Regions from separate parts of the Sus scrofa genome. Here region 2 is linked to region 1. The links are chromatin contacts, called in public HiChIP or PLAC-seq maps. All regions are on one chromosome and are shown on one strand. The core of a region is the stretch at or near the end of the contact, and the rest is flanking DNA. Distances in the headings are between cores, read along the strand shown. Region 1 has its middle 70 kb from the start of NRIP1. Region 2 has its middle 220 kb from the start of NRIP1.

Region 1 (6,758 bases), core at 2,393-4,892:
GGAAAATCCTGGCTGTATTGATACCATGTACCTGGCTGAAACAGGCATGACAGACCGCTGCTGTGTGAACTTTGTTAGAAATGCAGTTTTGAAGTAGGAGACAGATGTTCCATTTTCAAAGCATTTGACACGATTGATAGACATAAGATTTTGCACTAGCCAAGAAGGACTCTGGGAATCCAGCCTACATCTGTTTCTAGAGTGAGTCCGACTGGGCAGAGGAGCCCACAAATGACAATTCTCAGTAGAAAGTGCAGCATGGAGGTAGAAAAGCAGGTGGAGAAGGCAGAGCAGGTGTTGAGACCTGTGTGGTAACCGCCAACCAGGGCAGAATCAGCAGTGACTCATGTACCCTAGGAAGGAGACCAGGAGGCACTTTTGTTAAGACTCAGAAAATCCTGAGGAAAAGCACATCTCCCTTTCTCTGGAGTCCAATTATTTTCTCTGCTTCTCCTCCACATCTAGTTAATGCACTCCCCAGTTCAAAGTTTAGCAAAGTAGGAGATATATATATATATATATATATATATCTCCTACTTTAAGGCAAGCAAGGTCCAAGCTACCATCATCTCTCAGCTGACTTTTGCAGAAATCTATCAGCATCTTTTCCCCAACAGCAGCCAGAGATGGAGTTTTAATAAGGTAAATTCAGGCATTCTCTTGTGGTGTGGCTGGGTAAGGATCCGATGTTGGGACTGAATCCCTGCTGAGTCCCAGGTCTGCTGTGGCATGGGTTCAATCCCTGGCCCGGGAACTTCTGCCTGCTGTGGATGTGGCCAAAAAAGAAAAGTAAATATATTCACACCACACGTTTTCATACACTCTTCCAATGGATTCCCTTTATTCTTATAATAAAGTACAATACTTTTAACTGGCCCTTCAAGATCCTACACAATAATCTATCTATTCTAAGATTTCTCAGGCTTGATTCTATTGACATCTTTAGCTTAAAAAAAAAAAAAAAATTCCTGTTGGAGGGCTGTCCTCTGCCTTATAGGATGTTTAGCAGCACCCTTGGCCTTTAATTACTAGATGCCAGCTGAACTCCCTATCCCCAGATATGAAAACTAAAAATATCACCAAACCACCAAACAGTGCAAATAAATGCTTCTGACTGAGGGAGTTCCCATCCTAGCTTAGCGGTAATGAACCCAACTTGTATCCATGAGGACACAAGTTCGATCCCCAGCCTTGCTCAGTGGGTTAAGGTTCCAGCATTGCTATGATCTGTGGGGGAGTTCTCAGATGCATCTCAGATCCCACATTGCTGGGGCTGTGGTGTAGCCTGGCAGCTATAGCTCTGATTCAACCCCTAGCCTGGGAAAATCCATATGCCGTGGGTGTGGCTCTAAAAAGGCAAAATAAATAAATAAACACATACATACACTTCTGACGAGAACAATTGGGCTATCCAGACTCTGCCCTGATGTCATCCTAATTCTACCCCCACTCACCCCATGCTTCCCAAGTACCAGCAGAAGCCTCTGCTTGTCCAGCCATAACATCTCCCTTACTGCCTCTTCAAGGGCAACCTTCCACTGTGTCTTAGTCTTCTCAGGCTGCCATTGACAAAAAAGATGATGGACCAGGAGGTTCAAACCACAGATATTAACTCCTCACAACTCTGGAGCCTAGGAAGTTCAAGACCAAGGTGCCAGCCAATTCAGTTCCTGGTGAGGGCTCTCTTCCTGGCTTGCAGATGGCTGCCCTCTTGCTGTGTCCTCACAGGGAGGAGTGAGAGTTCTGGGTTTTCTTTCTCTCCTTATAAGGACATTAATCCCATCTTTGGGCTCCACTCTCACCATCTCTTCTAATCCTAATTACCTACCCAAGGTCCTACCTCCAAATACCATTGCACTGAGGGTTAGGGCTTCCACAGGAATTTGAAGGGGAAACAAATATTCAGTCCATTTGTATGAAAAACATACCATTTCCCCACTTGTTTTCTACTCTCCCACTCCCAACTCTGAACTAGCTAATTCCCACTCATCCTTCAAGAGGGATTCTTTCCTGATCCTGGTGGTTAGTATCCCACCCCTAAAACTTACATACTTTCATAACACCTTTACCATCACTGAAATTGCTTTTGTAATTAGTTCTGCCCGTTATTCTTTCTGCGCCAAAAGCTTCACCTACATAGAAGCCATATTTGTATAGCTCACCATAGTTTCCAGTTCCTAGCACAGTGCTTGATGGACAGCACCTCCAAACAAATAACTAAAGACAGAAAGAAAACAAACAAACAAAAATCCCAAAGCAGGTGAAATACTAAAACCTAGGATGCTCAGAGAAGGATATAACTACAGTATGCCCTGAAGCTCCCCACTGGGGATCTCCTGGTAGATGCTATTACGGTGTGTACTAATGACTAGATGCTCTAATGATAATAATAGCTAACATTGATTGAGTTCTTAATTTATGTCAGGTACTGCATGATATACTTCTTACATCAATGAATTCTTAAAATCTCTGCTGAGGTAATAGCTATTCATATCTCCATTTTTTGAAGAGATTAAGTAAATGGACTAGGGTCACACAGCTACTAAGTGGCGGGGCCAGAACTCACACACCAGAAGTTGAACCTAAAGGCTGTTATCTACAGTCCCACATCGTATTGTCTGTTATGAGTTGGGGAGCAGGGAGCTAGACTGTTCACCCTTCCTCAGGTGATGTGATAAGAGAGTGTGGCCAATACGCCTGATGTCTACAGAGTCTCCATGTCGAGATCTAGATTCTCAAGAAATCATTCAGAAGCAGAATACCAATTGCCAAATCATTCATCTCTGTTCTTTTGGGCAGATGGGAGCTGGGCATGTTAACATTAGGTCATAAACGAGGAAACAAAGAAGTTAAAGATTGTCTCCCCAACATATCACAGCCATCTAAAGTTGCATTTTAATCAACACACTTCTTTTAAAATTCTCAAGCATGTTAGTCATTCATACCTCAGTATGAACGATCTTGAGCCCATAAGAAAATTTTTTTCTGATATTGTGTGTGTGTGTGAATATAACAACTGTGGACTCCAGGGCCCTCCAGTACAGGGTAGAAATGAAAGGGGTAACTCTAAAAAGAGTTTGGAAAGCAATAAAATTTGATAGGGCCACTAAATACTTGGTTCCAGAAAGGTAGGTGGGATTAGGGCACTGGATATGAAGTGGGAAGATGCCAAAAGTAATTGCTACCCGCTTTGCAATTACTCCCAGGGCCCAGAGGCTGAGAAAAATTATCCTAAGGGCTACCTTTGGCACTGGAAACTTGCAATAGAGTTTTCATGAATAATTCACTTTGCCAAAGTAGAAGTAACCATGGTTTGTAGTTCACTTTCTTCCCATTAATTTAATCTATGGCTTTCATTTTGTCTATCTATAAAAACAAAAGGGATGCTAATATTTAGTATGAGCCAGGGAAGTGATTTATTAGGTAACATTTATAAATCATTATTTATGGTGCACTAATAGTTTAGCAAAAGCCTTTTAAAAATAAGAGTTTTACTGAGAACAGATTCCGGAGAAAAATAAGCATTCTATACATAGTCGACTGCATTTTCTCTCTTCTAGAACAGTTAAAATTTCATCTACCCAATTTTGATGCGTGTACTCAAGTGCCAGAGAAGGCTCAAAATATAAAGTCCATCTGTCTAATGGAGGTTTGGCCTATCAATCAAATTTGTCATTACTTGGATTAAGTTGTTGGGATGACCAGGTTTTGGAAAATAAGAAAGGTGAAAATGCCATAACAAATGATGGTTAATTAGAGAGATTTGGGCTAATGAACTTCCTCCAGTAGAAATCCAAGATATTTTTCCTTGGACTCCCTTTAGGGTTGGTAGAAAGAAAATATGTTCTTAAAGGTGGAGCCTCCGTTCCTGTCCCTTTGGCATCCTCTGGAGGCATCCGCCCGGGTCATCATGATACTGTCTCAGGGCCTGGCTATCAGTGCCCTCATGACTAATTAAAAACTTGCATAACAGCAATGTTAAAGGGCTTGGAGTCCTTTCCCTCTGAAAGCAGGACTCTGGCTCCAAGTTTGGAGCTTGGCGATATCAAGCTAATTCTACCACATGGACATGGGCTATTTTTGGGCAAAGCCAACTCCAGTGTCTCACTCCCTATAGTGGGAACAGGATCTGACCTTGGTTGACCCTGGGTGGCCTGGACATCTGGGCTTCTCTTGAGAAGTTATGCCGTGCAGTTCAGGAAACAATGAGGAGTGTTGCCTGCAAGGGTCGTGGTGCTGGAGCATCCAAATACATCTAGCACCTCTCACGAAAGGGATTTTTACATCACCCCAGAAATGAAAGAGTGAAAATCCTTATGGCTTTTCCTATTCTGTTCTCCCTCTCTCAGAAGAATGGGACAGGGTGGTGAGATAAGTGAAATAGCAAAATTGGTCCTAAGCCGATGCATAATATAAATAACATACTGATCTATTTAAAAATAAGTTTAGTTACTATTTTAGCTCTGGGAAAGTCCTACGTGTCCCTGTAAAGTCATTGTTTCTAAGACTGGGAGCATCTCGAAGGGAAGGGAATTGCAAACTTAACTGTGCATGTGTATCTCTCTGACTGAGCCAGAATTTAATATATAAATATGAATTATTTTACACCCAATGAGTGAAAGGAAAATTTAGTTTAATTTGGAGATCATTTTGCATGAACACATGATTATCAGACATGCAAAGTAGGTGCTATTTTTCCACAAAGCACAGAATGTTAGAGGAAAGAAATGAAGGAGAAGTAAGTGAGTTGTCACCTAATTATTTTCCTCCTTTCCTTGGGTGAGGAGTAAAAGTGATCATGCAATTCTATCCAAGACTACTTGCTCACCTTATCCCAGAAACACAAGGCTGGCAGCCTTCTCTGTTCCCATGCTGTCCTTCCAAATACATTCTGGAACTCCTGCATTCTATTCTCTTTTAGTTTAACCTCTTTCTCCTTATTCCTGCCAAAGAGAGCTAGGCACTGCAAAGACGACAAGGAAATCTTGAAGAAACGATGATAATGTAAGTTCCTGTCTTTTTTATATCATTTGTCTATTGAGGAAAGTAAAAGTTAAATTCCTATGGTTTTGAAGCATGGTGAAATAACGATAAAGAACTTTTCAACTATAACTAATTCGTAAATGCTATCGAAGCACTCAAAGAACATCAGGAGTGGAGTGATTATTTCCTAATTGGTTTGAGCCTAATGGATTTTAATTATGAATGAAAACACGCTCAGCAATTTTGTTGCACATATTGTCCTTGTGATCTAGTTAATTGTCTATATTCAAAAATTATTATATCAGTATGTCATTCAACAAACATTGTTGAGCCCTTATGTTGGGTCCTGGACCCTGTGAAGCATAGGACTAAAATTTAATATGAAAAAAGATTTGGGGAGTTCCCATTGTGGCTCAGCAGGTTAAGAACCCAACTAGTATCCATGAGAATGCAGGTTCCATCCCTGGCTTCACTCAGTGTGTTAAGAATCTGGTGTTGCTGTGGGCTGAGGCGAAGGTCGCAGATGCAGCTCTGATTTGGATTTGACCCCTAGCCTGGGAACTTCCATTTGCCCATGACTGCAGCACTGAAAAAGCAAAACAAACAAACCAAAAAACCAACATGCTTCAGGCATGAAGCAATATATGCCTTTTACAAATGGTAGAAGAAACACAGTGTTAGGAATGCTACACATGTTAAAAAGAAAGATTACTGTCGAGTACCATAATCATGGAAGCTCTTCAGAGTAGGTAGCACTTCATAATGAAATACAATATTTGGTCCACAGATTGCTTTATGTATATGTCTGTTCTCCTTAACTACTCCATGATCTACTTGTGGCTGGACACTGAATACTGTACTTGGGCTTTTGTTTTTGTCTTTGATTTGTCTGTTATCTTTTATTCTTTTAGCAAGGATCAGCTGCCTAGGAGGACCTTCATAAATAATTATATTTTAATACTTTCTAAATGGTAAGACAAAAGTCAGAACAAATGCCAGCAATTCCATCTGTACCTTTTAGCTGACTAGATTCCAACAGCGAGATTTTCGATGGAAACCGTGAGATGGCGGATCCTTCCAGTTCCTTGCTTCTGTGTTGCTGGCTGGGAAAATGGAATTCTAGTTCTCATTTTTCTACTGGCTTAATCAATGAAGTGGATCAGGCTTCAATTATCTCACCTAAAAAAATCAGCCTGCTAGCATCTTGAAGATTTAATAAGTATCATTTTATGTCCCCAAAGAGCTGTGAGGTTATTGGGAAAAATGTTATACCAACACGAGGTGCCGGTATCACTACCACAACTTGTGTACTGGTGTTAAGTTCATTCTTGACAATGGTGCAGAGGTTGCTATAGAAGCATCGCCATGGCTTTAATTTTTCACTTTTATGTTTCATCTGGCTCATCTTTTTGAAGTCATTTTCCTTGTTTAAAGAGTTTTGTATTGTACCTTTTCTCTCAAACTGGTTTTAGTTTCATGGATCTACTTCCCTGGAGGAAGCTGCATGTGGAAAAAGCTAAGAAACCATGGACCTTCTAATAATAATTTTCCTCTGCTCTTTTAGAGTCTCTTTTACCTGAGGATATCAAAGTGTTTTTCAAACCGGTTTTTATAATTACCTCCATCATACGAAAGGATAACTGCCAGTGAGGCTGAATGACTTACAGGAGGTTGACAAAAGCAAAATGCAGAACCTAAATTCGCTCCCCTTTTTTCTTCCCTGTCTCCCAGACTCCAGGACCAGGGCTCTGAGGAGATTTGGAGAAAACGGGAGC
Region 2 (6,758 bases), core at 2,056-4,555, 150 kb before region 1:
GGTTTGATCCCCAGCCCGGCACAGTAGGTTAAAGGATCTGGCATTACCACAGATGCAGTGTGGGTTACAACTGTGGCTCAGATTTGATCCCTGGCCTGGGAACATCATATGCTGTGTGGGGTGGCCAAAAAAAAAAAAAAGAGAGAGAGAGAGACATCAGATCTGAGGAACCAGAAGTATGTCTCAGGAAAGAAGACTATACAGAAAGTTTCAGAGGCAGAGAACCCTTCACAAACTGTAATGACAGTAGAGCGAGACCCAGGAAAGGGCAGAGAATGTGAGCTGGGGAATGGAGGCGGACAGCTGATGGGCTTTGCAGGCTTTGAAAGCCCGGCACAGCCAATATGCTAACTGCATATAAATAGAGAAGAAAGCTAAGTACAAAGGTAATCTTTGGAAAAGACTTGATGGAAGGTGAGACATAGAAAATGGTGGCAACAAGCAGCGAAGATGATACTCATATCCCTCAACTCTTGTCCTGAAAACTGGAATGAAAATATCCCCAACAAAATGGAAAATACAAGCCAGGAAATAGGTCTAAATTGAAAAGGAGATTAATTTAGTGTTAGATGTGGTGAAATAGTCAAGTGGAGATTTCCTCCAGACCATTAAAAATACACATTTTAAAATATAAGCTGAGGAGTTCCCGTTGTGGTGCAGTGGTTAACGAATCTGACTAGGAACCATGAGGTTGCAGGTTCGATCCCTGGCCTTGCTCAGTGGGTTAAGGATCTGGCGTTGCTGTGAGCTGTGGTGTGGGTTGCAGACTCGGCTTGGATCCTGTGTTGCTGTGGCTCTGGTGTAGGCCAATGGCTACAGTTCCAATTCGACCCCCAGCCTGGGAACCTCCACATGCCATGGGAATGGCTCAGGAAAAGGCAAAAAGACAAAAAAAATTTTTTTTTAAATAAAATCAAATATAAGCTGAAATGGTATTAAGGTCCCACCTGGAGTGTTTTGCTTCAGATCTCAAAAACCTCTGATGTTACTTGTTGACCTAGTGTTACCAGTACAAATTTCTCTCTGATGTCTAGTTTTCCCAAATAATTCCCAACACCAAATCTATGCTGTTGTCATCCAGAATCATTAAAAGTTAGCCTACAGGCATAAAGAATTTAGCCTGGAACACTAAATTACAGATGGAGTTCAATATAGCCATCATTCTTGCAAAAGAATTTAATCTCTAAGTGATATACTGCTGTATAAGGCTTTTGAAGCTGGATTGTGATTCACAAACATCAAGGAGGGAATGGGATGAGGGTGTGGAGCATAAGAGCACCTTGCCATGCTTCGAAAATGTGTTGAACACTGGCTCAAATCACTGTCTGCTCTGCCTGGGAGAGTTAGAAGGTTGCTCTATATGAACAAGCCTGTCACTTCTAAACACTAGGATACTTAAAACTCTAGGCAATGAAAATGGCTTAGGAGAAAAATATATATCCTAAGGGGCTGATAGAGTTAATCCTCCAGAAACCTAGATTTTATTTATTTCTTCAAAGCAATATCATGCTCATTGTATTGCAAAATATTTTATTCATCATAAGTACATATGTATTAGTAATTTATGGCTTACAAATATTGTCTCTGGGGCTGTCTTCTTATCCATAGTGCTGTGTAAATTGTCTTTATTAGGCCAAGTCCATAAGATCTAGCTGCTAATGCTGAGGTTAAGGCAAAAAAACATGGGCATGTGCCCCTTAATCTTACTGACCTATATTTCTTTGTTTGTATCTCAAACATTATTTTATTTTCCTGCATGAGTATCACAGTCTTGGCACAACCAAGTTTTATGTTTCATATTAGTAAAATCAAACATCTTTTTTTTCCCCAAATGAGAATAAGACATTGCTTTAGTACATTGCTTTTGAATTATTTCTTCCATTCAAAATGCAGGTGAAATATCTTGTCCCAAAGGAAAGACAGTTATTATCCAACTTGGTAGGTGTAAAGTAATTTAGCCCCCTCCCCAAATATTTGGAGAAACAATTCTATCCATATGCCAATAAAATCCCTTTTCGTAAGCAAGTGTGTCTCCAGTCAGTGACTGACCAAACGCAAGTGGTGTTCGCTAAGACTTAGAAATGAAATGCTTTCCCCAGAGTGAACAGCTTCTCTCAAGAATATTCGGAGTACAGTGTGTTCCCGGCATGCAGCACCTGTTACCCACTTGTTTAAATGTCTCATGAAGGGGACAGAGAAAAAATAGTTTCTCTCTGTCTCCGGGAACATACATAAATTTAGCATACAGTTCTTTTTTGGCCAAGTACAAGTTTGAGTTACCTTAAGGAAGGCCATAGGATATACTTCGTTGAAGATGCTCTTCACACTACAGTTTATTCCATAAAATGACAGAGTGGAGATGGTGAGCCAGGAGAAGGGAGGAAAGGATGAAGATAAAAGAAATGTCTAAATAAAATGGAAGGAAGGAAGTATTATAAATCCAGCCTTGAAACTGGGTGCTCATATTGCTGAAGTTTGCATTACGTCCAAGTGTTTGGTCTCCAATTTCTACTTAATTATGAGATGTGAGATTCAGGTAATTGCTTTTAAAATATTGAAAAACCAGTGTGAATGAATGAAGGTGTTATTGTCAATTCTCTTTAGGAAACAGGTTGAGTTGAGGTTGTTTTCCCTACATTTTGAGATTAACTCAGTCTAAGGAGAGAACTGAATATTGTCCCCATGATACCAACCAGTCCTAATCTCATTAACATCATCCTTGAATGAAAATATTTAGGTTCACCATTATTTTATTAAGTGTAGGTATTTACCATTGTTGAAAACATATGAACATTAGAATGATTTTAGAAACAAAGGCATTGCTGTATTGATTCAAGTTGTTCCATGTGCTTAAATAAGCATTATCTACTACAGAATGCACATCCAAGTGAATGCAGTTGACCCTTGAGTGACAAGGGTAGCAGCCTCCTACAGGACTACATGCTCCAAGGTTGGTTGACTCTGTGGATGCAGAGTCACCAATATGGAGCAAGGACTATAAAGTCATAAGTAGCTTTTCTACTGTTTGGAGGGCCAGTGCCCCTAAACCCCACATTGTTTGAGGGTCAGTTGTACTCTCAGAGTACATGTGTGTGGGTTGTGCATTTACAAAGATGAGTGTGTGGACTCACATGGATACAGTCACACAGCCCACAGTGTTCAGACAAAGTTGTAGCTCCTCAGCACCTGATCTCAGCATTTCACTCCAATATTGAAGTAAAACACCTGTCTTTACCCTTTGGACTACTGTAAATTTCAGAGCACTGTTTATTAATAGCCACTCTGTGAGTTCTCCAGTTTTCTGGGGCTGCTCTCAGAATTACAAACATACTCATAAGAAGGGAATTCAAGGTCAGCAGTCTGTGTTAAGCAAGCCCTATATTTATAAAGTTTCTAGAAATGGATAACTTATCATTCTTCCTCTCTATGCTTGCTGGGCTCAGGACCAGCCGCTATTTTCACAAAGTCTTTTTTTAACGCAGAGATGAACATCTAACATGTGTCTGTGGTTCAAGCTCACCCTGAGTGCTGTGACTCTGGTGACTGGCTAAAGACTAACACTTTGGAATCGGTCCCACCTTCTCTTCCTGCCAGTCTGGCTCACCTCAGAAACAGGTGCAAAATGAGAAGCAGCATCCAGCCTCAGAAAAACTCTTTGTTGTTGCAGCATTTCTGTGCAGGAAGTAGAAGAATGTGAAGTGATTAGAAACGTGTATTTCTGTTGTTGTAGCGTGCGTGTGTGTGTTTACACATTATAATTTAAAATATTTTCCTTTTCCCTCCCTTCCTCCCTTCCTTCCTTTTTTTTTCTTTGCTTTGCTCCTTCCTTCCTTCCTTCCTTCCTTCCTTCCTTCCTTCCTTCCTTCCTTCCTTCCTTCTTTTCTTTCTTTCTTTCTTTCTTTCTTTCTTTCTTTCTTTCTTTCTTTCTTTCTTTCTTTCTTTCTTTCTTTTTGGCTTTTCATTAAACTTGAGCAAGAGCTTGTATTTAGTTTTGGACTCTGACCTGCTTTCTTAAAACCCCATCAAATACAAAGATTTCATGTTCCCTGTTTTTGTGGGATTCTGTACAATGTTGAGTTTGCAGTTAAAGTCTGATGTGTGTCAAGAAAAGATTTATGCACAGATTTATGAACAAATCTAGAGAGAAATCAATAATTAAAAATCAAAGCTATAGAATCATTATAAAATGATGATGTAGTTACCCACATGTGAAACTCTTCCCAGGAAATGATTCAAGAAAATGACAAGAATCTTTCATATTTCATCCAGAAATCAGGGACTGCCTTGAAATCTCAAATAAAATATATAAATTTAAAATGTAACAAATATCTGGTGAAAAATCATGCAATAATAATAATAATGTATAAAGCCATAGTACTGTATGTGGTAGAGTGGGCACCCAATAAATGTTTGTTCTTTCTCACCAAAATAATTACAAAATGTTTTGTTGTATCAGTAATCTGCAGGAAGAATAGAGAAAAAGAATAAAAATTTGTCTGTGTGCTACCAGAACTATCCAGTGGTGAGTGTTTGCTACCTGCCCCATATGAGCATTCTGTTTATCTCAGCAGGCACCTACTTAAATGGAGAGCATGGCATTAGTCTAGGATAATGTGATAACGTTAACCAGAAAGATCACTCAACTGTCTCCACTCTGACTCAGTACCCACCAGAAATGGCTAAATCTTCATTTCGTTTCTCAAGTTGACTTTCCTTGTAGGACACCAAAATATTCTGCTTTTCTTCTTGACAATTTTGCCAAGCACTAATTCATAAATTGTTATTGCATTTAAAAATAAATGTTGGGGTTCCCACTGTGGCTCAACAGGTTACAGACACAGCTAGTATCCCTGAGGATGTGAGTTCAATCCCTGGCCTCGTCAGTGGGTTAAGGATCCAGCATTGCTGTGAGCTGTGGTGTAGGTTGAAGATGCACCTCGGATCCCATGTTGCTCTGGCTGTGGCACAGGCCTGCAGCTACAGCTCTGATTTGACTCATAGCCTAGGAATTTCCATGTGCTGCAGGTACAGCCCTGAGAAGGAAAAAAAAAAAATGTTGATCTTTTTTACAATGAGAATCTATCCCTCAAAATCTCTTCACCAGATTTGTGATTATAAATTGATGGAGTCAAAACATCCTCTCTCCTCTCAAAACCCAACAACTTAGCAATCAGGAAAAAAAAAAAAAAAAAAAAAAAACAAACGCATAAATGAAAACAAACAAATTGAATATATTTTTAAAAATTAGAATAGATCTTTAACCCAAGCTGTGGTGTTCAAAGACTGGAGTAAACAGAAGAACAATTTAGAAGAGTGGAGGTAATAAAATCTTGCAGGTGGGCTTACTAAGATATCTGGCCCCTAACAGCACTAGAAAGTCTCAGAAATTAGAATTACAAGGAGCAATTTGACGATGTCAGGGAAAGTATTTGAAAAACCACATAGGGAGCAATTAGCCCCACATCCCCAGTCCCTACTCATAATGACTACCCTACTTCTCACACACCTGCAGGCATGAGGCACAGAAGACACACAAGGTACCATACTTAGGGGGGGGAAATAAAATGAAGCTTACTGGGAACCCTGAGCCTTCCTTTTTCATCAAATTATGGAAAGCTAGTAGCCATGTTAATTCCCCTTACAGAGGCATAAGAGAAAATGTACTGCCTCACAGAAAACCCCACAAGGAATACAGACAGTCTGGGGTTTTAAAACAGACACTGGCTGGTCAGTCATGGTAAACAAAGGAGGTTCATCAGTGCATAAATGCCGGCCACACCCACAGAACTTCCTATTCAAATTTCAGGGCCTTGATCTTAATTAGAAACAAAACCAAAGAACTGAAAGCTTCTAAAATTAAAATGAGAAAAGAACCAAAACAAATTTAGGGAGCAAAAAAAGCACTGTGATTAATATCCTTGGAGAGTAAGGGAGGTACTGAACCCATGGAACAAAACCAAATGCATAAAAAGAAACATTCATGGAACAAGAAATAGAAATGAGAGCATAAAAAGATGATCACTGAATTAAAATTCTACAGAAGAGTGGAAGATCAAAAATACAAAGGGATAACCAATAGGAGAGAAAAGATGAAAGAAAAGAAAAATTAAGAGGGCCATTATCTGACTAACTGCAGTTCCAAAAGAGAAAACCAGAAAACTGCCCACCTCTGAAGGATATGTTTCCAGATTGAAAAGACCTACCACCAAGTGCCTAGAGCTATTTAAAAAAAAAAAAAAAAGGATAAAAAGGAGTCCGTCCAGAGGAAAAAAAGGGGGGTACATACAAAAGCTCAGGAATAATAATTGCTTTTGCTTTCTAAAAGCAACATGGAAAGCTTGAGGATGGTAGCACAGTGCATTTCAAATTCTTAATGTTTATAATATCCATTCTAATACTCTCGTAGTTTACACCCAAACATACTATCGACCACATATAAAAATGAAATAAGGACATTTTAAGAAGGGCCATGTCTCAAAAAATTACCTTTTGTACTCTGTTTCTCTGGTAGCTAATGGTATATTTCATCCACAGCAAAGGCTACATCAAGAAGGAGGAAGATTTAGGATCAGGAAACAAACCCAAAATGGAGAGATTAAAAATCAAGAAGACAGCTGGCCAGAAGCTTTCACATAGAGAAGAGCCATTCCAGATTGGATGGAATATCCCAAAAGGGAGGTTTTCAGAAATAAAGATGAAGAAGAAATTGATAGATTAACAGATAGAATTGATTATATGGGAATTTTGAAGGAGGCAAT

What was found. HiChIP or PLAC-seq counts read pairs in DNA pulled down with a chosen protein or histone mark.
Region 2: a contact with region 1 is called in an H3K27ac HiChIP or PLAC-seq map of skeletal muscle, with 2.9 times the contacts expected there. The contact joins two enhancer-like sites. A contact is called at or near these places in 3 of 47 Hi-C or Micro-C datasets (psoas muscle and skeletal muscle) and 2 of 2 datasets of contacts at active chromatin or transcription factors (alveolar macrophages and skeletal muscle).

The regions. Positions count from the first base shown.
Region 1 is chr13:179,983,260-179,990,017 of Sscrofa11.1, reverse strand. No RefSeq gene overlaps it. Among named protein-coding and RNA genes, the nearest start is that of NRIP1, 70 kb to the right of the region's middle. Within about 2 kb of position 3,642, at least 2 of the 83 cell types and tissues checked have an H3K27ac peak or open chromatin away from gene starts, as enhancers often do. A contact at or near this core is called in skeletal muscle, where this site is marked.
Region 2 is chr13:180,137,173-180,143,930 of Sscrofa11.1, reverse strand. No RefSeq gene overlaps it. Among named protein-coding and RNA genes, the nearest start is that of NRIP1, 220 kb to the right of the region's middle. Within about 2 kb of position 3,305, at least 4 of the 83 cell types and tissues checked have an H3K27ac peak or open chromatin away from gene starts, as enhancers often do. A contact at or near this core is called in skeletal muscle, where this site is marked.